Regions from separate parts of the Mus musculus genome. Here region 1 is linked to region 2. The links are chromatin contacts, called in public promoter capture Hi-C maps. All regions are on one chromosome and are shown on one strand. The core of a region is the stretch at or near the end of the contact, and the rest is flanking DNA. Distances in the headings are between cores, read along the strand shown. Region 1 overlaps Pitpnc1 (phosphatidylinositol transfer protein, cytoplasmic 1). Region 2 overlaps Pitpnc1 (phosphatidylinositol transfer protein, cytoplasmic 1).

The links. Capture Hi-C pulls out chosen DNA fragments and counts their contacts.
Region 1: a contact with region 2 is called in a promoter capture Hi-C map of liver. The contact joins two enhancer-like sites. A contact is called at or near these places in 4 of 39 promoter capture datasets (the HPC-7 cell line, cranial neural crest, hippocampal neurons and 1 more), 6 of 484 Hi-C or Micro-C datasets (cardiomyocytes, embryonic stem cells, liver and 3 more), 1 of 115 datasets of contacts at active chromatin or transcription factors (heart atrium) and 2 of 9 other capture datasets (adipose tissue and liver).

The regions. Positions count from the first base shown.
Region 1 is chr11:107,340,221-107,343,162 of GRCm38.p6, reverse strand. All of the region lies in intron 1 of Pitpnc1 (phosphatidylinositol transfer protein, cytoplasmic 1), which reads left to right. All of the region lies in intron 2 of Gm11716 (predicted gene 11716), which reads right to left. Among named protein-coding and RNA genes, the nearest start is that of Gm11716, 5.8 kb to the right of the region's middle. Within about 2 kb of position 1,627, at least 106 of the 459 cell types and tissues checked have an H3K27ac peak or open chromatin away from gene starts, as enhancers often do. A contact at or near this core is called in cardiomyocytes, heart atrium and liver, where this site is marked.
Region 2 is chr11:107,224,771-107,227,769 of GRCm38.p6, reverse strand. It overlaps Pitpnc1 (phosphatidylinositol transfer protein, cytoplasmic 1), which reads left to right. Exons shown (of 9, transcript NM_001359616.1): 8 at 1,476-1,539. Among named protein-coding and RNA genes, the nearest start is that of Nol11, 37 kb to the right of the region's middle. Within about 2 kb of position 1,574, at least 10 of the 459 cell types and tissues checked have an H3K27ac peak or open chromatin away from gene starts, as enhancers often do. A contact at or near this core is called in cardiomyocytes, heart atrium and liver, where this site is marked.

The DNA.
Region 1 (2,942 bases), core at 378-2,877, 120 kb before region 2:
GGACCAAAAGCGAGTGGGAGAGGAAAGTGATTGTCTGGCTCACAGTTCCCTATCTCTGTTCATCATCCAAGGAAGTGAGAGCAGGAATTCAAAGAGAGCAGGAACCTGGAGGCAAGAGCTGAACAGAGGCCATGGAGGGATGCTGCTTATAGGCTTGCTCATCATGCTTGCTTAGTCTACCTTCTTAGAGAACTCAGGACCACCAGTCCAAGGATGGTACCACCCCCAATAGGCTGGGCCCTCCTGATTAATCACTAATTAAGAAAATGCTCTACAGACTTGCCTATAGCCCAATATTATGGAGGTATAGTTTTTTTGTTTTTTTTAAGATTGTATTTATTTGTTTTAATGTATATGAATGCTCTGTTTCCATGCACACCAGAAAAGAGAAACAGACTCCATTATGGATGGTTGTGAGCCACCATGTGCTGGGAATTGAACTCAGAACCTCTGCAAAAAGCCAGTGCTCTTAACAGCTGAGCCCTCTCTCTAGCCTTGGAGGCAATTTCTTAACTGAGGTTCCCTCCTCCTCTCTTGTGACTTTGTGTCAAGCTGATAAAACTATCAGGCATGCTCAACTTCCCTTGTACTTGGATTACAGCCAGGAACTACCAGGCCTGGACCTACACCCATCCCCTTTTAATTAAGGCTTGGGGTTGAGCCCTTAAATAGCCCCCAAGGCACTCAGTCCTATAGTTAGGACAGCGGGAACTAGTAACATCTTGGTTTCTCTAGGCACATTCTACAGCTTAATTATCTAGGGTCACTGTCAATTAGATTGCTCACTCAGAACCTCAACTAATTGGTGGTCAGTAAAGCTAAGCTGAGACCGGTTCTTCGACCCTGATACCATCAGAACCCTCTGCTCTAGTGCCTTCATCCAACATTCAAATTGGGCTGGAAATAGTGATCTGGGCATGGGTGTGGAAGAAGAAGCAAGTCTCATAAGGAGGAAATCTGATAGCCTGATACTGTTTGGTTCCCAAAAGTCCCCCTGAGTACTCTCACTATATTAAGAAGGATTGTCCTTAGTGTGCCCCCTATAACTCAACTTCCCAGCCCCTGCCTCTACAATCAAAATGTCAAAGGTCTGAGATGAACCCAGATGTGCCGCAGGTTAGTAGGGGACATCAGATCCCTTGGGGCTGGAGTTATATATGTGGTTGTCAACCACCAGTTGTGTGTGCTGGGAACTGAACTTGTGTCCTATGGAAAGGCAGAAAGTGCACTTAACTGCTAAGCTACCTCTCAGCCTCTGCGTGTGGCATTTTTAGGTGTTTCAAGAACTACCTGTCCCTCCCTACAACTGAGATACTGTTAGCTACTCATGTCTGAGGGGCAAACTCGGGACTTGATAATAAAACAATAACAGAGGACTTCTGGATGGTCCTCTGAGTCTGATGGCCATGCCAGCAGACGGGGTCTGGTTTTCTTGGGAGGAAAGGAAGGAACAGACAGCCTTGGTCCATCTCTGAGTCTGGGCTTGTGTGTCCTGGCACCTTCTGCATGTTCCGGTTATTTTCCAACCCCGAGACCGATGCCGTCATAGTGAGCTAAGGCTGGTGTCTGCCCTGGGCTGGCCCATGGAGGAGCCACTGGAATGATCAATGAGGCCGGGCAGCTGGGTCCCGTCGGCCACGGTGAATCAGCCGCCCCTGCCTTGCCCAGATCCATTGCCTCTGAGCAGGAAGCACTTGCTCCGAGCCCAGCCAGGCTGACTCGTGTCTGGCTAATGGCTTTTCTGTGTCACACATCGACCTTGGCACCCTACTCGTTTTTTCTGTGTGAGTGGTTTAGAGCTCTTAGAGACAGTGTGCTGGTAGATTTAGCTCTCCTCTAAGCTTTCCAGCGACAGACCTTGGCGGGACTTTGAATAGGGGAGGCTTCAGACACAGCACTTTTTTTAATGCTTGTTTTACATACATGACATGCCAGTAACTTTTCAAAAATGTTTTTTATAAAGTATATATGTGTTAGTATATACATGTGTATTAAAAGGGTATATTATACATGTTATATAAAATATGTATTATATATGTGTGTATTATATGTAACATGGCATTTTCATGCATATATGCAGTGCATGTTGATCATATTTACCTCCCATGACCCTCTCAGCCTCTCACCTACTCCTGCTAATCTCTTCTCTTCCAACCAGCCCCTTCGACTTTCATGTCCGTGCCCCTCCCCCTCCCCTGCCCCACCCCCTTACTGAGTTTCATTTGGGTTCCTCAAAGGAGCAGAAGTTAGGAGGTATTTACTCACAGAAACATGGGCCACTGACAAAGTGGCAACACTAAAGAAAATGTCTCTTCCTTTCCCTAGCAACTATTAACTACTTGCAATTCCTTAAAGAGAGGGGACCAACCCTGTCCCCCCCTCCCCTGCCCCCACAGCTACAGATCAAGCCAGGGCCTTGGCTAAGCCAGGCTCAAGCTCAAGTTTCACACCCCCAAGTAATCGCTTCAGAGCAAACTTTCTTAATGTGCATCAACAACCATCTACCCAGACAGAGCCTTTCATTACTTTGTTTCTGATGTACCAATGGTGTGTGTGTGTGTGTGTGTGTGTGTGTGTGTGTGTGTGTTTTGAGGTCAGACTGAGGATAACATTAGCTGTCTCAATCTCTATATATCATCTCTTTATTTTAAATTTATTATTATTATTATTATTATTAGTGCCCTGGCATGCATACGATGTATGTGTGTTGGCACCTGTGCCACAGCGTGCATGTGGTGGTAACAGGACAACTTTGTTGAGTCAATTCCCCCTCCACTCATGCATTGGTGGCTTGTGTAGCAGGTACCTCCACCTGCTGAGCCAGACTCTCACTGACCCTGTAGATTCACATAGGCTGGTGGCCAGCCTGCTCCAGCTATCCTCCTGTCTCCACCTCCGTCACACTGCTGGGAGTCTAGATGCCCTCCACCCTCAGCCTTCTC
Region 2 (2,999 bases), core at 325-2,824:
TAAGTAAATATCCTTATAGGCTTGTGTCTTAGTTGGGGTTTTTACTGCTGAGAACAGACACCATGACCAAAGCAAGTCTTATAAAGGACAACATTTAATTGGGGCTGGCTTACAGGTTCAGAGGTTCAGTCCATCATCATTAAGGTGGGAGCATGGCAGCATCTAGGCAGGCATGGTACAGGCAGAGCTAAGAGTTCTACGTCTTCATCTGAAGGCTGCTAGCAGAATACTGGCTTCCAGGCAGCTAAAATGGGAATCTTAAAGCCCACACCCACAGTGACACACCTATTCCAATAGGGCCACATCTTCTAATAGTGCCACTCCCTGGGCCAAACATATACAAACCATCACGGCTTGATTTCATGTAATAAAAAGGAAAAACAATGGATGATTATTGAAAGAGATTGGGGCTAGAGAGACAACTCAGGGGTTAAGAGCACTCACTGGCTGCTCCTACTGCAAACCAGATTTGGTTCCCAGCACCCACGTGGTAGCTTCCAACTCTAGTTCCGAAGGACCTGACAGCCTCTTTTGACTTCCTCAGATTCTGCATGGTGCACATACATACGTGCAAGCCCTGCACTTACACACATAAAAATAAATAGATCTTTAAGAAAGAGATGAAATAGCCGGGCGTGGTGGTGCGCACGCCTTTAATCCCAGCACTTGGGATGCAGAGGCGGGTAGATTTCTGAGTTTGAGGCCAGCCTGGTCTACAAAGTGAGTTCCAGGACAGCCAGGGCTATACAGAGAAACCCTGTCTCGAAAAACCAAAAAATGAAAAAAAATAAAAATTTTAATGTAAAAAAAAAGAGAGAGATGAAATAAGAAATATTATTTTATTTTATCACTATTATGATGATGATGATGATGATATATGGAAGAGGGGATGCACTTGCCGGGTCATGCTCTTATGGAGACCAGAGGCCAACATCCTTGTCTCTCTCTGTCTCTCTTCAGATTTTTAAATTTTCTCCTAAATTATTTTACTACGTCTTTAACCTTTGTTTACCTATTTAGGGGGAGAGGAGGACATTTGATTGCAGAGAAGGACATTTGACACATGGGGAGGTCAGAGGACAACTTTCAGGATCTGTTCTCTCCCTCCACCTTGTCTACCAACTGTGACCCAGATAGTGAACTCAGGCAGGCTTCCAGGAGTCACCTTTGCCCTCTGACCTGGCTCCCTGACCCCAGTTTATGTTTTGAGACAAGCTCTCTCACTAAACTTGGGGTTACCTGATAGGCCAGAAAGCTCTGGTGAACCTCCATTTCCACTCCCCCCAGCACTGTGGTTACAGGACATGCATACATTAAAACATCTAATTTTTACATGGGTGCTAAAAATCCAAATTCAGTCCCTTATGCTTAAACAGGCAGCACTTTACCCACTGAGCCATGCCCCTAGCCCCTCAACCCCCAAATGTTCTTGGTCACACCTGGTATTATCTCAACCTCCTTTTCTCACTCTTCAGGTGGTCCGAGACATCTTGCTGATTGGACACAGACAGGCCTTTGCGTGGGTTGATGAGTGGTACGGTAAGTCCGATGGCCCAAAATAACTCGGAGAATAGTTTCGTAACACCTCGACTTGGCTTTCAGTCCACCCAGCTTCACGTGTAACCTAGAAGGACAACAACAAAGCGTAGGCCACCACTTCCTGTATTGGAAATAGCTCTGTCTGGTGAGCCTAATAAAGATGTAATTATAGGAGCTCGGTCTGAAATAACCATAGAACTATTGACCAAGTAGGACCTCGGCATGCTTGATGCTTGTCTTACCGACACTCGGGGCTCCATTGTTCTCTGCGGGGTGGATTTCACACCCATCCTGAGTTACCTCAAACTTCAACATTATCTGATAGAAGCACCTTATTTAGTAACAGTCCCTTGATGCAGGAAACATTTGAAACAGACCCTCATCAGAGACATACAGGTTCTCTAAGATGTCAAGGACAGATGGAGGGAGGCATATGTGACTGGACAACTCTAATGGAAAATACTGCTCTGGCTTTTTGGATTCTTTGAGGTTTTTTTGTTTGTTTGTTTGTTTGTTTTTAATGTCATTCAAAAGATTTTAAACAAGTTCTGCACCTTGTCAGTAAATAAGAACAAGGTTTGCTTGGTACCATGATGGATGGACCACCCTCCCTGGGTGCTCAGCACTACAGCTGTGTGGACATGAGTCCCCTGCCTCCCCCGAATCAGTCATTAGGTGGCCTGTGTCCTTGGCTATAAATAGAAGTGAGCACGCCCAACCAGTGACTTAGGATAGAGCCAACTGTGTGTGTCTGTTGTCCTAAGTCACGTTATTTGTCCTAGATGTACCCTACATTGTATTTTGGTCTTTTTTTCCCCCCACCCTTATTCCACACATGCCCTCCGTTTCCAGAGCAGCAGCTGATGCCCTCCGCTATCCTATCTTAAAGTGAAAGGCTACATTGAACAGAATGGGTGAAGGCAGTGCTGGTAACTCAGGCCACAGGTTTAAAAGGCTTGGTCTGCCGGGCTACAGGGTTCATTTAGTCTCATGTTTCCATTTTCCCAGCTCTGCACCTACTGAAGAGTAAGCGCTTCTTCCTGGTTTGCCCAGGTGCCCATCCCCGCTTGGATTGTTAGGTTCCACAACCACAGGACATTTTCATGCACTCTGCTGTCAGGAAGACTCTCCACGACCAGAGATAGGTCACTGGGGAATATCCTCGAATTAATATCTGTCCTGTCTTCTCAACTTTACTTCTCAGAGCTCATGGTTCCCTTGTTACCATCTTCTAGGAACTATCACAAGGCTAGTCAAAGAGCAATAGGCCTGCATTGATTACACAAAGGACAGGCACCCAGAGAGTCCCAAAATCTGCCACCTTGATGGGCAAGAGGCAAAGCTCTCAGCTAGGTTTCTCTAGCACCAGAATGAGACTGAGGGCTTTTCAGAAATTTTAAAAGGAGGTCTTCACTCTGCTTATAGAAGTAAAACATTCCAAACCTGCCCTTCCAAAAAGA